Linked DNA regions of Sus scrofa: all the other regions are linked to region 1. Evidence: chromatin contacts called from public targeted proximity ligation data. All regions are on one chromosome and are shown on one strand. The core of a region is the stretch at or near the end of the contact, and the rest is flanking DNA. Distances in the headings are between cores, read along the strand shown. Region 1 overlaps ZHX2 (zinc fingers and homeoboxes protein 2). Region 2 overlaps DERL1 (derlin 1). Region 3 overlaps LOC102162152 (a long non-coding RNA gene). Region 4 overlaps ZHX2 (zinc fingers and homeoboxes protein 2).

Region 1 (4,554 bases), core at 629-3,128:
GCACGAATAACAGCCTTTGAATTTACTTTTGAGAAAAAGAAAATGCTTTTGGTTTTTCCTAGCTGATCTGGTACAGCGAGAGTCCGTCAGTCATGCCATTCAGGTGACCTCGACGACGGAAGACACCCATCACCCACATGCCCATTCCTCCCAGCCCCATCCTGCCCTCTGCCCCTGTCCTGGGTTCACATAGTAGTGGTAGCCAGGGTCGTGGTGGCCCTGAGCTTTTCTGCTCTGCTGGGCACCCACAAAGGAAGCTGGTGCTGGGCCTGCCACCCTTGGCTTCTGCAAAAACAGTGGGAGGGAGGAAGGGGGGAGTGTCTGGGTTCTGGGCAGCACGGTAGAGCCCCCAAGCTGTTGTGGCCACCCCTTGTGCTCAGCAAATATTTGTGGAATTCCTGAGGCAGGCAGCACCAACGGACCCACAGTGACCCTTATCCGGGATGCAAGCTGTTGGGGATTTGGCACTCCTCATTTGTTCTGGCAACTGATGAAACATCTTTGCACCCTGTGCTATCAGGAACCCCAAATGCAGGTTAATAGTGAATGCCTTGCATCAATGGCGGGAATAACTAGTGGTCACTTTAGAGTTGAGTCTTCTTCCCAAGGAAGAAGAGGGGGTGAAAATCGTATGAAACTCCAGGAGCTCAAGAACAAAGAACATGTCCCGTTCCCCCCCCCCCCCCCCCCCCGCTTTCAAAACCATGTGGGAGGCTTGCCTGGAAGACTTTTAAAAACAAAACAAAAACCTACAACTGGAAGTTATATCATGTGTAGACAGGTGTGAGCGCACACAGAGCTGAGGCGGCACAGCTGGAAAGTTTAATATTTTTGACTCTTTTGTTTGCCGGTGCGTAGGTATTTGTATGCAACTTTAACAGCAGAAAATATACATTAAGGCTGATGGTTTGTTTTGTAAGTTCCACTTGTAGACCTCAAGGCTTTCTGTGAATGAAAAGACTATACGTGTGTGTTGTGGTGTTTGCTGAAAATAACAACCCGTGGAAAAATTCCTACTCCTGGGTGTGCAGAGAGGGTTTGTTTATTGCAAATTACCTATCTCGTTCTGAGTATCTGTAACAAAACTCTCCGAGCAGATTGGGCAAATTATCATTTTTAGAAAATTTGTTTATTTACTAAAAATGTATTCCTGCAAATTTCCCATAACGCCCCTTCTTGTGAAGTGGAGTTTCTCAGAAGCTGGGTCTGACACCTGTCCTCGAGAGCAGGATTTTGACACAGGGCCTCTCTCTGGGGACTCTGGGAACCCAGGGGGGTGTTTTCAGCTCAGGCGAGAAATTCAGAGCCGAAGGCAGCAGCGCTCGGTGCTGGGAAGGCGCACATTTGAGGGAAGATGGAAGATGGCTGCCGGTTCTGGGCCGTCTCCTTCTGTGCGGATGAGTCGGCCACCTGGATCTTTTCCACCCTTCTGGAACAAGCACATGTCCTGAAAGAAATTCCACACACACAGGCGGGGGTCAGGAGGCCTGGGCTCCTCCAACTCAGCCACCCACTGCCTCCTGACTCTGAGGGGGTCATTCAGCCCCTCTCTGGCCTCAGTGTCCCCACGTGTCCCCTTAGTGTCTCTTCCTCCCCCCCACCCCCCTCTGCGTCACTTTTCCTCCCAATGGTCCATCTCTGGGGTTTACTCAGCCCGCACCAGGCTGGCAGGGCTCCTGCAGGTTGGGCTGCCTGTCAGAGGCCTGCTGCCACCCTGGCTGTCTCGGGGGAGCCTGTTGACTCAGATCTTTCTGGAAGCCTTGTACAAAAGAACTCGCCTCTCCAGCGAGGTTGCCCAAGGAACTGGGATGACGTTTCCTTGGAGAGCCCACGTGGTGTTGAGCAAGCAGGCGGCTTTCTGCAGCTCCCAAGGCAGTGGGCCTGGGACTGATTTACAGGGAAGAAGCGAGAAAGGGAAAGAGAAAGAAGGGGTGACTGGCCGGGTGGAGGGGGTGGGGCTGCAGGTTCTCAGGCTGGAAAAGTTAATGGGCCGTCTTGCTGGGGGGGGGGGGGCGCCCACATCCCTCCTGGCCCTGGGCTCTGGAATGCCGTGTTTATCCAAGGCTCTGTGGATCCCTGCTTCTCTTGGGAAGTCGCTTCTCCCAGGGCTGCCAGAGGCTGGCAGGATATCTCCAAAGAAATCTCCCTTCCCCGCAGTTAGCCGCTGTTGGGGACCAGGGGGTGGCAGCGGGAGATGCTTTAAGGAGAAGAGGAGGGCGTGAGCCCACAGCGGTGGTGGTGGGGGGGTTCTGAGTGGTCAGCCCGGATTAGCACCTTCTCCCCCCTTCCGGTTCTGAGCCTGGGAAGGGGGTGGGGACTCCGGGCTGCGGGGACTGAAAACTGAAAGCCGCCCAGCGACAGCCACCGGATTTCCCTCCCCCTTCCCCCACCCAGCCCAGCAAACCACCCCCCACATGACACCAGGAGCAGAGAGGTGCGAGCGCTCTTAGGGTAGTAGGTGGCGTGAGGCAGACTTGGCGGCTTGACCATCTGGCGTCTTTCTGTACGAGGCTGTGACAGTGGCTCTGGGCCCACCTCACACCAGCGCTCCACGTCGCTTCCTCCAGGGACTTGTGCTGGAGCTCAGCCTCGGCTCTTCCATCACCTCCTCCGGGAGGTCTTCCCTGGCAGACGGAGCTTCCTCCCTCTCGCCACCATTGACACTGTCGTGGGGGGTGTCCGGTGGGCGATGGGATGTGTGGCAGCCTCCTGGGCTCCACCCACCAGATGCCAGCAGCGCCTTCCCTCTGCTTGTGACACCCAGAAACTTCTCCAGGGGTTGCCAAAAGGCTCCTGGGGTGGGGCGGGGAGTGGGTGGGGGAGAACCACGGGCTAAATCACATGCTCTGTTTTCTTTTCTTCACGGCCCTCTTCACTCTCTGGAATGATTTTACTTTTTGTTTCAACTTGATCCACGTTATATTCATCTGAGAAGCTTTTTTTTTTTTTTTTTTTAAGCAATCCCAATGCCCAGCCCCACCCCCAAATGATTCATTTAGGATCTCTGGAGGATGGCTACTCATTTAGAGCTTCCCAGGTTCTTCTGCTGGGCAGCCTGGCTGAAGGATCACTGCTCTCCCCACCGCCACACACCTGCAGGGTGAGCCGCCCTCTGAGGGAGGAAAGTGACTGCCCTGGCCTCAGTCGTGTTGTCAGTACATAGAATAGCTTCTGCCACATAGTGGGACTCAGCACTGAGATTGCACGAAAGAACACATGCTCAGAAAACCCATCATCACTGGTAGATGTTTGGTTTTTTGTTTGGTTTTATTTTTTATTATAGTTGATTTACAATGTTCTGTCAATTTCTGCTGTACAGCATAGTGACCCAGTTATACATACATATATATATATATATATATATATACACATATACTTTGTTTTTTTTATGGCCATACCTGTGGCGTATGGAAGTTCCCTGGCCAGGGATTAAATCTGAGCCACAGCTGCAACCAACACTGCAGCAACAGTAACACTGGATCCTTTAACTCACTGCATCAGGCTGGGGATCAAATCCCAGCCTCTGCAGCAACACAGAGCTATTGCAGTCAGGTTCTCAACCCACTGTGCTACAGCGGGAACTCCTATGTATTTTTAGTAGAAATTCTTTCATTGTTCATTCGACAAACATTCATTGAGTGCTTGCTCTGTGCCAGGTGTGGTGCTGAGTACCGGAGATGCAAATTTGACCCCCATCTTTTAGGCACCTCTAGTCCGCTGGGAGGGAAAAAATATGCAAAGACACAGGGTTCCCCGTATTGTGAGGTGGTTGTTAGACTGGAGGTAAGTGGGCAGCAGTTAGAACATAGAATAAGCAGTTCCTAAAAACAAAAGGAAAAAAGGAAACTAGAAAGGAGCCCAGTTTCTCTCAGGCTACTTAACATTTTCACACTTGAACATGATCATAATCCTGCACAGCAGGTGTGGCTCCCATTTCCCAGCTGGGTAAACTGAGGTACCTCATAACTTCCCATAGGGGTCCCCAGCCTATATGTGGCCCAGCCTGGATTCAAACCCAGCTCTGCCTTTCCAGCATACGATGCTGCATTCAGAGCTGAGGCTAGAACGCAGGATCCTGAATTCTCTTGTGCACACAGCCCCACTTCCACCACTAGCAGTTAACAGTGAGGCCTTAGTGCCCTGGAGCCCTGGATCGGGATGGGCAGGGGGACGTGGCGGGCCCTGGCAGCATCTGCTCAGACCCAAAGCAACAGCTCTCCACTCTTTTCCAGCTTCCCATTTCCTTATCGAGTGCCCGTTGGACCCAGAGCTCCATGCTAGGTTTGAAATAGACATTCTGTGCTGGCAGAGCTGGCCATCATGGACGGATGACCAGAGTGCGCCCTGTCCAAACATCGGCAGCAAAATATCCAAGTCCCCACTCAGCTGAGCGTTCTTGGTGCTTCGTTGCCAGGCCCCAGCGCCCTCTCTTTCATTACCTCCCCCTTGAGTTCTCTGCTCCAGGATTCTGGAACTGCTTTTGCAGCTGCTGATAAAGCTCCTTCTCCCTGCCTCTCCTCCTGCTGGACCTTTGCACCTGCCATCCCTCTTCCT
Region 2 (4,554 bases), core at 1,108-3,607, 200 kb after region 1:
ATGGGAGGGAGAAGCATAAATGAGGAGTTTGGGATTAGCAGATACAAACGACTCTATAAAAAATACATCAACAAGATCCCACCGGAGAGCACAAGGGACTGTATTCAGTATCTTGTGATAAGCCATAATGGAAAAGAATACCAAAAAATGTATGTACATGTATATATATGTATGTATGCATAACTGAATCACTTTGCTGTATAACAGAAACTAACACAACACTGTCAATCAACTACACTTCAATTTTTAAACAGAATCTTAAAAGGACTAGCACTATGAAAATCTATTTTAAAAACATAAAAAAACATCGTGTAATGTCAGAAAGAGGAGTTCTTAGAATAGCTGCATCTTGAAATCCTCCTAAAATTTTGACTGGATGCATTCAAGGTTTTCTTAAGTCTCAGGTCTAATTCCAGATAAGAAATCTGACCCTGTTTCATCAAAACTTCTGTACTATCAAACCGCTGACAAAACTACTCCCCACCTGATCTGAGGAGTTTCCATAGGCATTCTGGAATATGCCTTAAGAATAAAAAAACAGGGAGTTCCCTGGTGGCCTAGCGGTTAAGGGCCCAGCTTTAACCATTTTGGCTTGAGTTCAATCCCTGGCCTGGAAATTTCCACAGGCCACGGGCGCAACAACAACAAAAAGGAATAAAAAACAGTAATTTTATGCACAAAGGGCTCAGCCTGGATAGAAATTAGGTCTCTATGTTTGCTCTATCTGGACAGTGAATCCAGAAATATTTATTCAAAAGCACATATATGGAAGCATATATACTCTAACAACAAACTAACCAAAACAAAAAAAAAAGACAGAAAAGAAAAATTCAGTGCTAGGAAGCTGCTGTGTGGCACAGACAGTAAGGATCCAGCATTGCTCCAGCTGTGGTTCAGGTCACAACTGAAATTCAGGTTCAATCTCTGGCCCAGGAACTTCCACATGCTGCAGCTGTGGCCAAAAAAGAAAAAAAAAAAAAAAAAGAAAAAAAAAAGTGTTAAATATGTTTAAAGTCCTGCAATTTTAAACAATTATATCAGAATGAAATTATCAATACGATAAGGTATCAAAGCATCAATGCTGAGATTCTTTAAAGTTCTTTTTTTTTTTTCTTTGTCTTTTGCCTTTTCTAGGGTCACTCCCACAGCATATGGAGGTTCCCAGGCTAGGGGTCGAATCAAAGCTGTAGCCGCCAGCCTACACCAGAGCCACAGCAACAGGGATCCAAGCCGCATCTGCAACCTACACCACAGCTCACGGAAACACCGGATCCTTAACCCACTGAGCAAGGCCAGGGATGGAACCTGCAACCTCATGGTTCTTAGTCGGATTCATTAACCACTGAGCCACGACAGGAACTCCTCTTTAAAGTTCTAATAAAGTTTAGAAAAAAAAAAGATAAAGAATAATGAAAGTCTTCCCAGGATCAGTTTGCAATAAATCTATTATCACTTACGAGCCTCCGATGATATAGTTGAATCCAAGGATAACCCAAGGTAAATAACAGGCCTAGGAAAGAAGATACACAAACATGAATAACTCCATACAACTGCTAAGGGGCTGCTATGGGTACGGTTATCCTAACAAGGGTGTCTATAAATCTTTTGGAAAGTCACTGCAAAAATTCCTTAGATCCATCTGGCATCATTCCTGTTGTACTTAAACATTCCCACCTAAAATTATGCTTATTTATATATTAGTAACTCAAGACAAGGTACTTTGCCCGTAGTTTTCAGATGTGATACGTACCCTGCTGAATTATAACAGCTTTAGAAAACAGACGTGTCCCCTATGGATGCTAACAGAAACATAGTCCATAAGAGAGGCACACTAAGACTCCAGCCAGCAAATTGTTACCAGTAACTTACCAAATACCCCCATCTTTTTAGGTTCTCCTTTTACGTACTTCACAAAATCATTTCGAATTTTTACCACATTATACATCTTGAACTAACACTCTCCCGTACAAGACTTCCTGTACAGCCCAGGGAACTCTACTCAATATTCTGTGATAATCTATATGGGAAAGGACTCTGAAAAAGAATGGATGTGTGTATATATATAACTGAATCACTGTCATACAGCAGAAATTATCACAACCTTGTAAATCAATTATACTTCCATAAAACTTAAAAAAAAAAAAAAACCCACTCTGCCAAATGAGAGAGCTCTCCAGACAAATTCAACATTGGAGCCCCTGTAAAAAATTAATAAACAGAAACCTCAATTAAGTACAGTTGGGAGACCAGAAGGGGGAGCTCTCGCGCCCTGTTCCAAAAGCAGAGCCCAACAGGAAGAAGACAGACTTCTTTCCTTGCAAGGACTCAGCCAATGACAAGCTCTGTTTACCACGGCCCTCCCAACTTCCTCTTCCTCTCTCTATAAAAGCTCTCTCCTTCCCTTGGTGTGCAGGGACTCACACGTGGCCAGCCATGGCTGCAGACTCCAAAATGCAATTCTCTGTCGATCCCAAGTAAACCTTCTTGCTGGAGAAATATCTGACAGCCTATTTACTTTGGGTCAACATCCCTTCCAGATTCAAGACATCAATCTAATAGCTAAGGGAGTTGCAAAAATATCACACATGTCGATAACTTGAAGGTAGAATATGGTAAGTGCTCTAAGAGGAACACAAAGTAGTGCAAGAGCCCAAAGGCAAGATGAATGCCACAGACAGATGAGGCAGGAAATACACTCAGTCCCAACTCAAATTAAAAAAAGAGTATGGTTTCGGAGTTCCCCTCATGGTGCAGTGGTTAACGAATCTGGCTAGGAACCATGAGGTTGCGGGTTCGATCCCTGGCCTTGCTCAGTGGGTTGAGGATCCGGTGTTGCCGTGAGCTGTGGTGTAGGTTGCGGACGCGGCTCGGATCCCACGTTGCTGTGGCTCTGGCGTAGGCTGGCGGCTACAGCTCCGATTGGACCCCTAGCCTGGGAACCTCCATATGCTGTGGGAGTAGCCCTAGAAAAGGGAAAAAGACAAAAAAAAAAAAGAGTACGGTTTGGAGTTCCCACTGTGGCACAACGGGATTGGCAGTGTCTCTGGCACGCAGGGACGCAGGTTTAATCCCCAGCCTGGCACAGTAGGTTAAGAATCAGGCGTTTCTGCAACTGCAGCTCGGATCTGATCCCTGGCCCAGGAACTCAATATGCCAAAGGCGGCCAAGGGGAAAAAAAAAAAGTACAGTTTTCATAAAGAAGAAAATCAAAAAGATGTTGCGGGCAGATTGTGAGCAAAGGCACAAAGGGAAGTGTTTGGGAGGCAAAAAAATAAATAAAATAAAAATCTGTTTGGCTAGAGTGTAAACCACATAACAGGGAATGATAAGAATGGATTTTCAAAGAAATAGTTCCACATGAGTATCCCTCCCTCCCTCTACCACACACATACATGAGATCACTCGGGGACACAGGCCTAAGGGGCCAAGAACTAACAGCAAAGGACTGAGGTTTGGCTAAAGAACAGCAGGGTGACTGAGGAGGGGCGAGGGGGCTTGCCTGTGGTTTGCTGCTCTGCAGTGACCTCTGCTGGTTGTGTCAGAAAGTGCATCTTTGGGCTGAAGAGCGGGATTTTTGCAAAGACTAATGAAAAGGAAAATCTGCCAGCTAGGTTATAGTACCTTAAATCTTGTTCCAAACCAAAACGATACAATCATGTCTCTGTTCAGCTGGGCCCAGACGTAAAGCACTGACATGATCAGAGGGATCATCAGCAACTGCAAGAGAAAGGAACACGTAAGGACAGGGCTCCAGCGGCACTGAGAACAAGCCAAGCGTCAAGCTACCTTTTTCTCTTTTTAACCTCTCCCCTCCAAATAAACTCACCTATGGACAGTCAAAACGCAGAAAGAAATTCAACTCATCAGAATTAAAAGTTGGCCCTTTCCCTTAATCATTCAATGCATGCTTTAAAATCTTGTAATAAAATACAACACAATTATATTATTTTGGGTAGATTTAGAAGTATCAGGGGCAAGCTTTGTTACTTGAAAAAAGTATGCAATAAAGCTTTACTTACTGTATAGTCTCAATTTTTACAAAAACTACATATCCACAGACGCTTAGAAAATACTGGATAACCATCATTCTCAACGTTCATACATAAGAAGAAAGCCAGAAATTAACAAGAAAAGTAATGCTTTAGGGACTTCACGTAAGATCTTCAACATATCATATCATTAACCATGTAGTTAATATGATTTAAACTTCTATCAAAGGCCATCTTTGGGCTGAAGAGCGGGTAAATTCGAAACACATAAAAAGGCAAACAGACAGTTTCAAGGGACACTTACCTGCATATCCATTGCTAAGCCAGTAATCTTGGTTTGTCAAGTTAAAGATCAGACAGAAACAAAGCATTCTGCACCTAGTAAAAGTTCACTGCATTCCAGTTTTCTGAAGGAAACACTCTTCTATGGTTTACGTTGCTTAAAACACCCTAGAACACAAAGATGTCTAATAATCTTCATTCTGAAGGTGCTATTCGACTACCCGATGACAAAGAAAGAATAGAAATTAACTGCTGTGGTCTATGACTCCGTCTGGTCACCTGC
Region 3 (4,554 bases), core at 895-3,394, 170 kb after region 1:
CAAATTAATGTTATCTTTCCCACCAGATCCTGCCCCTACATTTCCTGTCTTGGTGAACAGCAGAAGCAACATGCAATTGCCCGAGCCACAAATCTGGGGCGGGGGGCATTTTTCATGTCCCTGGGTTTTAACCAAACACCAAGTTCTCTCACTTCTAGCTTCCAAATCTCTCTCCAAATGACTCTTCCACCACCTCCAGAGCTACTGTCATCATTCAGAACCCCCCACCTGTTTCCATACATAGTCTCCTAACTTGTCTCTCTTCTCTAGACTTTCCCCACCTGCCTGCATCTGTGTTCCAGCTAGATTAATCTTCTTTACAGCCTGGGTCCCATTGTGCCTCTCATCCACCTGCAAGTGGCTCCCACTGCCTAAGATTGAGTCCAGGCTCCTCTTGGTACCCTGCCTGCACCTCCCAACCTCCAATCCACTGCATTCCTCATCCCATTGCCATATCTTTCACTTGCTTGTATACGTGCACACTATTCAAGTCCATCCTCAACCACTCCACATCCCTCACACCCTCCAGGACCTCTCTGGCCTGGTCCAGGTAAAAAATATATCCTCCAAGAACCCCTCCTGACCCCTTCCAGCCAAGTCAGGTGCTTCTTCTGCTGGGTTCCTAAACCCCTCTGTGTGTCTCTATTATAATTCTAGACGCAGAATTATAATTAGCTCTGTGTTTCCCTGCCATAAAAGCCTGTGATCTCCTTGCAGACGAAATCCACGTTGTCTTCTTTTTCTTTGAAGTTCCTTTTTTTCTGCCAGTTTTATTGAGATATAATTGACATACAGCACTGTATATATGTAAGGTATACAGTATAATGATTTTTGTTTTGTTTTGTTTTAAGGGCTGCACCTGTGGCATATGGAGGTTCCCAGGCTAGGGGTCGAACTGGAGCTGCAGCTGCCAGTCTATACCACAGCCACAGCAACACGGGATCTGAGCCTCATCTGTGACCTACACCACAGCTCATGACAATGCCAGTTCCTTAACCCACTGAGCGAGGCCAGGGATCAAACCTGCATCCTCATGGATACCAATCGGGTTTGCTACCACTGAGCCACAACAGGAAGTCCCAGCATAATGATTTGACTTGAGTCTTATCTTTATATTCTAGCATAGGCTTGGGATGAGGCAAGCATGCATTCAATCATGTGTTGTATGGATAAAACTTCACTGACAACTTCAGAAGTTTAATTAGATTAGGGATGGTAGTAAGACAGTTGAAAAATCATTTGTGGGAAAATAGTCATAATGGGATGAAATAGGTTAATGTTCACAAATTTCTTCCTTTCACCCAACCTACCCAAGAGAACCTCAGAATAGTCAGCCTAATTCTCCTTTCATCCCCATCTCTGGAGAAACCAATTCCTAGACATTTTTGGTACAGAGTCTGGAGTCAGCAAAGAAGGATGCCTGCAGAGGGATTGAAGCAGAAGCAGAAGGACTTAAAGAGGCCAAATCAATCCATGTAATAAAGAATGAAGAGAGGGAAAAAAGGAAGCTCAGTAAGTAGAAGCCACTGGGGCTGGCGAAGAAGGAAAAAAATTCTTTAAAGTTCTGGTGAGGGAACAGCTTCACACAGAGTGTGGGATATAAAAAAAAAAATGGGCAAGAGTCCCAAGAACATTAAGACTTGTGCCATGGGGTATACGTGGAAGCAGCCCACTGAATGTCCTTTCAGAAGGATGAGAAAAATATTAAATTCCCTTTTTAATCCAGTTTTGGTTTATTTGGGTTGTGCTTTTATAACCAATTCTAGGACTGGACCATGTGGGTCATAGTTTCAGTAGGGTTACTTGTTGTTTTGGTAAAAATGAAAAGACACTGGGAAATTAACTGAAAACATATTCTGCTATTAATAGGAGGAGTCTCATCACCCATTTCCATGGACCATACTTGTCTTCAGATCAGTTCATACTGCTGTCTGGTAGGAATTCCTGTGAGGCTGGGATTACACAGAAATGCAGTTAAGCAGCAGGGGACGAGTGACTGTCCACAATCACAGGGACTACCCATGGCAAGGACACCCCAGAATTCTGGGGCCTGAATTTCAGCCCCTGCTTTACATTAGTGGGTTCTATGATCCTGGTCACGTCACTTCCCCACTTTAAGCCTCAGGTTCCTCATTTGAAAAATGAGAGGGTTTAAACCAGACGATCATCAGCTATTCATTCCAACTCTGAGATGCTATGATCATAGGAGTCATGCTATGAGACTCCAGGCTCCAGCTCAGCAGTGAGCTAAAGAAAGCTTTAAGGCAATAGCTCTAAATCTTTTGAGCAAGTATCCTCAGCACCTCCCTGAGGGAAGTTTGAAGAAGCATGTATGCCCATGAACAGTGTTCAATTAAAGAGCTGCAGACGTTCCTGTCATGGCTCAGCAGAAATGAATCTGACTAGCATCTATGAGGATGCAGGTTCGATCCCTGGCCTCACTCAGTGAATTAAGGATCCGGCATTGCCATGAGCTATAATGTAGGTCTCAGACGAGGCTCAGATCCCACATTGCTCTGGCTGTGGTGTCAGCCAGCAGGTGCAGCTCCAATTCGACCCCTAGCCTAGGAACCGCCATATGCCACAGATACAGCCCTAGAAAGACAAAAAAAAAAAAAAAAAAAAAAAAAGCTGTAAACAGGAGTTCCCATTTGGCTCAGCAGATTAGGAATGTGAATAAAATCTATGAGGATGTAGGTTTGAATCCCGGCCTTGCTCAGTGGGTTAGGGATCCAGCGTTGCCACAAGCTACAGTGTAGGTCACACATGTGGCTCGGATCGAGTTTTCCCATGGCTGTGGTATAGGCTGACAGCTGCAGCTCTGATTCGACCCCTAGCCTGGGAACTTCCATATGCCATGGGTGCAGCCTTAAAAAGAAAAACTAATTTAAAAAAAAAAAAAAAAAAGAGCTGCAAACAGAGGATGGAAAACTAAAAAGCAGGCTGTTCAGGAATATTTCTCCAAACCCAGAACCTCTCACTCTGCCTCTCTCCTCAGCCAAACCACACTTACAATGGCATTTGTTAGAGAAACAGAGAACTTTTGTTTGGCATCATTTAACCAGCTGCCCTGGAAAGACAGCTGCCCTCACTCTGTGCCTGGACACTGTCTCCCAGGCATGGTCCCCACCCCTACAGAGGTGAATAAACCCTCCAGGTGTCAACACGAGAAGCAGGCTGGGAACTGGGTTGGTCCGGGCGGGATGAATTTCTCTTCTAAGGGAGTTTGAAACCCGTGGGTGTCCCAGAAGTTTTTCCCAGTGCTTCCCCCACCCTCGTGTGGCCGATCATCAGCCTATTGTGCAAGAAGGGCCATGGATCCGAGGAGGAAGGGCTTCCAAGGCACAAGAAAATGCTGGTCCTCAGCATGGAGAAATTGCATCATTTTCCACTAGAGAGGAATGAAGTCAAGAAAGATTTCTTCAAGGTCAGATTCAGGAATCTGCCTAAAGCCTCAGAAACTCATAAGTGTCCAAGCTAGAAATTGAACTCAGGTTTCTCTGAGACAGAAGCCCATGCTTTTTATTTTATTATCTTTTTTGTTTGTTTGTTTGTTTTCTGAGCCACACCCACGCATATGGAGGTTCCCAGGCTAAGGGATCCAATTGGAGCTGTAGCTGCTGGCCTACGCCACAGCCACAGCGACACCAGATCCAAGCCGCATCTGCAAGCTACACCACAGCTCCTGGCAATGTGGGATCCTTAACCTACTGAACGAAGCCAGGAATCAAACCCAAAACCTCATGGTTCCTAGTTGGATTCATTTCCACTGTGCCCCAATGGGAACTCCCTATTTTTCTGTCTTTTTCCGGCCACATCCGTGGCCTATGGAGGTTCCCAGGCTAGGGGCCAAATTGGATCTGTAGCCACTGGCCTACAGCACAGCCACAGCACCACCAGATCCAAGCCACATCTGCAACCTACACCACAGCTCACGGCAACGCCAGATCCTTAACCCACTGAGCAAGGCCAGGATTGAACCTGCATCCTCATGGATACCAGTCAAATTCATTTCCACTGAGCCATGACGGGAACTCTCAGAAGCCCATGCTTTTAACCAAAAGACTCCCGCCCCTTGTCATCGTCATGGCTGGGGACCTGTGATGGTGACAAGGGCACATGCACATTCAAGTGGGCTGGCACGTGGGATACACACCTAGAGAATCACCACCCCTGAGGATGCTTCCCGTGGAGCCCAGACCATGGAAGTGGACATACTCCCTGCTGCGAGCCTGGCTTTCATGTTTGTGGTCATGGAAGGCTGGCTGGTGACCTGGAGGCCTGGGTTGGGTGGAGTCTTTCAAGGGGCTTTGAAAAGAAATAAAAACAGACTTTGAACAACTGGAGTATCCCATGATTTTAACCATCAACTCCTATTTACTCATAAGAATGAAGGACCAGGAGACGAAGGTCATCCTTGTCATGACCTGCAAAACTTTATTTTGTTGTTGTTTTTTCCCAGCTGCCTCCCTGAACCAATTTTTTTCTTTCTTTTTCTTCTTCCGCCATTTGATGGAAGCTGCAGACTTGCGGCGTGGCCAGCATCTATCTCTG
Region 4 (4,554 bases), core at 669-3,168, 140 kb after region 1:
AGTGGTCTGACACTGGGTGTCTTTTGAAGACAGAGCCAACAGGATTGCCGATGAGCCATTGAGGGGTGAGGTGCAGAAGATCGGGGCTCAGGTGCCGTGGTGGGGCCAGTGGTGGAGATGAAAACTCTAGTAGGGACCCATGTTTGAGGCGGAAAAGAGTCTGACATTCAGACATGTCGGTTTGGGTGTGGTCAGCATAAAGACACGGCCCCCCCTCTGCTCTGCTGTGCCCCGAGGGACCTCCCCACGGCTGATAAATTGCCCAGCATGAAAGCACCTTAGAGGGGCCACCTTCTGTGTTCACAAGGTGGGGTGGCCCTCTCCCAAGTCCTGCTCAGGTTTGTCACCTGAGCACCTAGACAGATGAGTGGGGTCCCTGGTCCCACAGGGTTGCTCTTGAAAATAAGCCCATTATTCTGCCTTGAGCTCTCTCTTCAGTGGGACTCAAATCCAGGCCAGCAGGAGAAGCTGGAAGGGCTATTCCATCTCCTCCATCTTTCTCCTGGATATTGGCTACTCCTCTTTCAAATCACTTCTCCCTCCTCCTCTAGACTCACAGTGAAAGGCCCTCCTCTGTGGAAGCCCATGCATTTAGATACTCAGCAAGCTCCAGCCTAGCACTTCCCCTGTTTGGGTTCTGTTAACATATCCTACCTCGTAATAAGCAAATTGTTCCTGTACTCCTAAATTTATGTTTATTTAATGCAATTCCAATCAATATTCCAGCAGGATTTTATTTTGCAGATGATTCTGATTTATGAGAATTGACTTATATTAATAGGTGATCAGAATAACTCCGAAGTGTCTGGCAAAAAAAGAATGATAAAGAGAAACTTGCTCTTCCAGATATTAAAACATGCTCTAATCTACAAAAAAAAATTTTTTTTAATTAAGTGTAAGGCTCAATAGCTAGATAACAAGTACAGAATGCATAACCCAGAAACACCCTAGTATATAAAAAAAAATGTATGGCACAGGTGGTTCCACAATTTAGTAAGAAAAGATAACACAATACATGTGACTGAGATTATTGATAACTTTCAAGAAAAATGCTTAGAATTCTATCTCACAGCTTACCCCAAAATCTGTTCAAGTCCAAATGAGTTAAATATAAAATAAGCCAAAACACTCTAAGAAAACATAGGATAATAGGTCTCCGCTATCAAAATAGGGAACCACATTCTAAATATAAAACCACACTGAAAGAAGCCACAAGTGAAAAAGATTGATAACAGTGCCATCTAAAAATAAAAATTTCTACCTGTAAAACATGAAACATTCCACATGCAAAACTAAAAGGTAAATGACAGACTGGAAAAATTTTGCAAGCAATACAGTAAAGGGCTAATATTTTAAATAGAGAACTCATAAATTAATAATAAAACCATTAGGCATCACATTATAAAAATCATAGTTCACATTATATATAGGCATCACATTATAAAAATCCACAGTTCACAAAAGAAAGAATACAAATGGCAAGTGATTCTTTGAAAACTGTTCACCCTAAGTAGCAATCAAGAAAAGCAACAAAGGAGTTTCCATCGTGGCTCAGTGGTTAAGGAACCTGACTAGTATCCATGAGGATGCGGGTTCGATCCCTGGCCTTACTCAGTGGGTTGGGGATCTGGCATTGCTGTGAGCTGTGGTGTAGGTTGCAGACTTGGCTCAGATCCCAAGTTACTGTGGTTGTGGTGTAGGCCAGCAGCTATAGCTCCAATTCAACCCCTAGCCTGGGAACCTCCCTATACCACGTTTGCAGCACTAAAAAGACAAAAAGACAGAAAAGAAAAGAAAGAAAAGCCACAAAGCATATTAAAACAGCTGTCCCATATCTAATTGGCCAGGCTTTTTAGTGGTAATGTTTCATGTAAGCTAAGCGGTGAGGCAGGCACTCACTGCCAGGGGAAAGGCCAAATGATGCAAAAACTTGGCCATATGAGTCAAGAGAATTTAAAATGTTGACATTCTTTGACCCAGTGCATTTATTTCTAAGCATTCACCCAAAGCTAGTTATCAGAGGAGTTCCCTGGTGGCCTAGCAGTTAAGGATCCGGCATTATCACTGCTGCGGCGCAGGTTCAGTCCCTGGCCCAGGAGCTTCCGCATGCCGCAGGCACAGCCAAAACAAAACAAAAAGCAATGTAGTTATCAGAAATAAGGACTGAGGGTATGGACTGCAAGTCTGTCCTGCCGAAAAACAGGAATAAATGTCCGGCAGAAGTCCAATGGCTCAGTGTATCACGTATGGTATAGCCCTACAGTGTAATATCATGCAGCTGTTTTCTCATCGTTCTTTTGCTCAATGTTTATGAAAATGGGAACTGTTCAAATGAAATGAAGGAGATGAAGGAACACTATCTGGGGTGATGTTTTTCTTTATACTTTGAGGCATTTTCTGGATTTTCTATAGTGATTTTACTATTATGATAAGAAACAAAACATTCATATACATTTTCTATAAAGCCCACCTAAATTCCACCTTTCCAGCCCCCGGTGGAGGTACCATCCGTAACAGCAGCCAACATTTCACTGGCAAGGTCTCCTCCACCGTGAAACCTACCCCTTCATAAGCTCTCCATGCCCTTGTTGCTTTCCTCTACCCTTGGTCTCTAAACATCAGCGAGCGAGCTGCATCCTCGTTTGCTTGCCTTGAGCCTGGTCCCGCTGCCCTTCCCAGAGAACAGCAGAGAAGAATGTGCGCTTTCATTTTGCTGAGCACCCGCCCTCAGGCCATCTGTGCTCACCTGGATATTTGCTTGGGTGCCAGTTGGGACGGGTCATGGGAGCGACTCAGAAAGAAATGCTTGTGAGGAAACACTGACTCTCTCTATGTTCTTGTCCCACAGATACGATGCTGCCTCTTGTGTTCAGCCGTTGGAGCACTTACAGTTTTCTGTGCTGAAATCATTCTGGAAACACTAGACTTCAGCATTCAAGGAAAGCCAAAGCCATTGGAAGGGGCGTAAAGCCAAAAGCCTTTGATCTTAGAATCCCAAAAATCTCACTGCCCCTTCCCTGCCCACCCCCTCCGGCCCCCCATATAAGCCATTGCACGCAGGCAGCATGGCGAGCAAACGAAATCCACAACCCCGTGCATGGTTCGGACATCACAGGTAGTGGAACAAGACTTGCCCGAGGAAGGAGACAGGGCCAAAGAGAAAGGAATCAGCACGCCACAGCCGGAAACGGCCAAGGACACGTGGGCAGCAGAACCTGAGAACTCTTCCAAAGAAAATGAAGTGATCGAGGTGAAATCTATGGGGGAAACCCAATCCAAAAAACCCCAGGGCGGCTATGAATGCAAATACTGCCCCTACTCCACGCAAAACCTGAACGAGTTCACCGAGCACGTCGACATGCAGCACCCCAACGTGATCCTCAACCCCCTCTACGTGTGTGCCGAGTGTAACTTCACAACCAAAAAGTACGACTCCTTGTCTGACCACAACGCCAAGTTCCACCCCGGGGAGACCAACTTCAAGCTGAAGCTAATCAAGCGCAATAATCAGACTGTCCTGGAGCAGTCCATCGATGCCACCAGCCACGTCGTGTCCATCACCAGCAGCGGCCCCGGAAGCGGGGACAGCGATCCTGGGATCTCGGTGAGTAAAACCCCCATCATGAAGCCAGGGAAACCGAAAGCTGATGCCAAGAAGGTGCCCAAGAAGCCGGAGGAGGCTGCCCCCGAGAACCACGTGGAAGGGACCGCCCGCCTGGTAACAGACGCAGCTGAGATCCTCTCGAGACTCGGGGGCGTGGAGCTCCTGCAGGACACGTTAGGACACGTCATGCCTTCTGTCCAGCTGCCACCAAATATCAACCTTGTCCCCAAGGTCCCCGTCCCGCTGAACACTACCAAATACAACTCTGCCCTGGACACCAACGCCACCATGATCAACTCCTTCAACAAGTTCCCTTACCCGACCCAGGCCGAGTTGTCCTGGCTGACAGCTGCTTCCAAACACCCAGAAGAGCACATCAGAATCTGGTTTGCCACCCAGCGCTTAAAACACGGCATCAGCTGGTCCCCGGAGGAGGTGGAGGAGGCCCGGAAGAAGATGTTTAATGGCACCATCCAGTCGGTCCCCCCAACCATCACTGTGTTGCCCGCCCAGTTGGCCCCCACAAAGGTGTCACAGCCCATCCTCCAGACTGCTCTCCCGTGCCAGATCCTGGGCCAGACCAGCCTCGTGCTGACTCAGGTGACCAGCGGGCCAGCAACCGTCTCCTGCGCCCCCATCACGCTTGCCGTGGCCGGGGTGACCAACCACGGCCAGAAGAGACCCTTGGTGACCCCCCAAGCTGCCCCCGAGCCCAAGCGTCCACACATCGCTCAAGTGCCAGAGCCCCCACCCAAGGTGGCCAACCCACCACTGACCCAGACCAGCGAGCGCAAGAAGACGAAAGAGCAGATTGCACACCTCAAGGCGAGCTTCCTCCAGAGCCAGTTCCCCGATGACGCTGAGGTCTACCGACTCATCGAGGTGACCGGCCTCGCCCGGAGCGAGATCAAGAAGTGGTTCAGCGACCACCGCTATCGGTGTCAAAGGGG

What was found.
Region 2: a targeted proximity ligation map of alveolar macrophages shows a contact between it and region 1. A contact is called at or near these places in 3 of 47 Hi-C or Micro-C datasets (epiblast stem cells, fibroblasts and liver) and 2 of 2 datasets of targeted methods (alveolar macrophages and skeletal muscle).
Region 3: a targeted proximity ligation map of alveolar macrophages shows a contact between it and region 1. A contact is called at or near these places in 1 of 47 Hi-C or Micro-C datasets (embryonic fibroblasts) and 1 of 2 datasets of targeted methods (alveolar macrophages).
Region 4: a targeted proximity ligation map of alveolar macrophages shows a contact between it and region 1. A contact is called at or near these places in 1 of 47 Hi-C or Micro-C datasets (embryonic fibroblasts) and 1 of 2 datasets of targeted methods (alveolar macrophages).

The regions. Positions count from the first base shown.
Region 1 is chr4:16,530,730-16,535,283 of Sscrofa11.1, reverse strand. All of the region lies in intron 1 of ZHX2 (zinc fingers and homeoboxes protein 2), which reads left to right. Among named protein-coding and RNA genes, the nearest start is that of ZHX2, 21 kb to the left of the region's middle.
Region 2 is chr4:16,329,859-16,334,412 of Sscrofa11.1, reverse strand. DERL1 (derlin 1) reads right to left here. Exons shown (of 8, transcript NM_001244479.1): 4 at 4,294-4,320; 5 at 3,622-3,717; 6 at 1,458-1,510. Among named protein-coding and RNA genes, the nearest start is that of DERL1, 22 kb to the right of the region's middle.
Region 3 is chr4:16,363,526-16,368,079 of Sscrofa11.1, reverse strand. All of the region lies in intron 2 of LOC102162152 (a long non-coding RNA gene), which reads right to left. Among named protein-coding and RNA genes, the nearest start is that of DERL1, 55 kb to the right of the region's middle.
Region 4 is chr4:16,390,170-16,394,723 of Sscrofa11.1, reverse strand. ZHX2 (zinc fingers and homeoboxes protein 2) reads left to right here. Exons shown (of 5, transcript XM_021088974.1): 4 at 2,849-4,554. The coding sequence starts at 3,098. All of the region lies in intron 4 of LOC102162152 (a long non-coding RNA gene), which reads right to left. Among named protein-coding and RNA genes, the nearest start is that of DERL1, 82 kb to the right of the region's middle.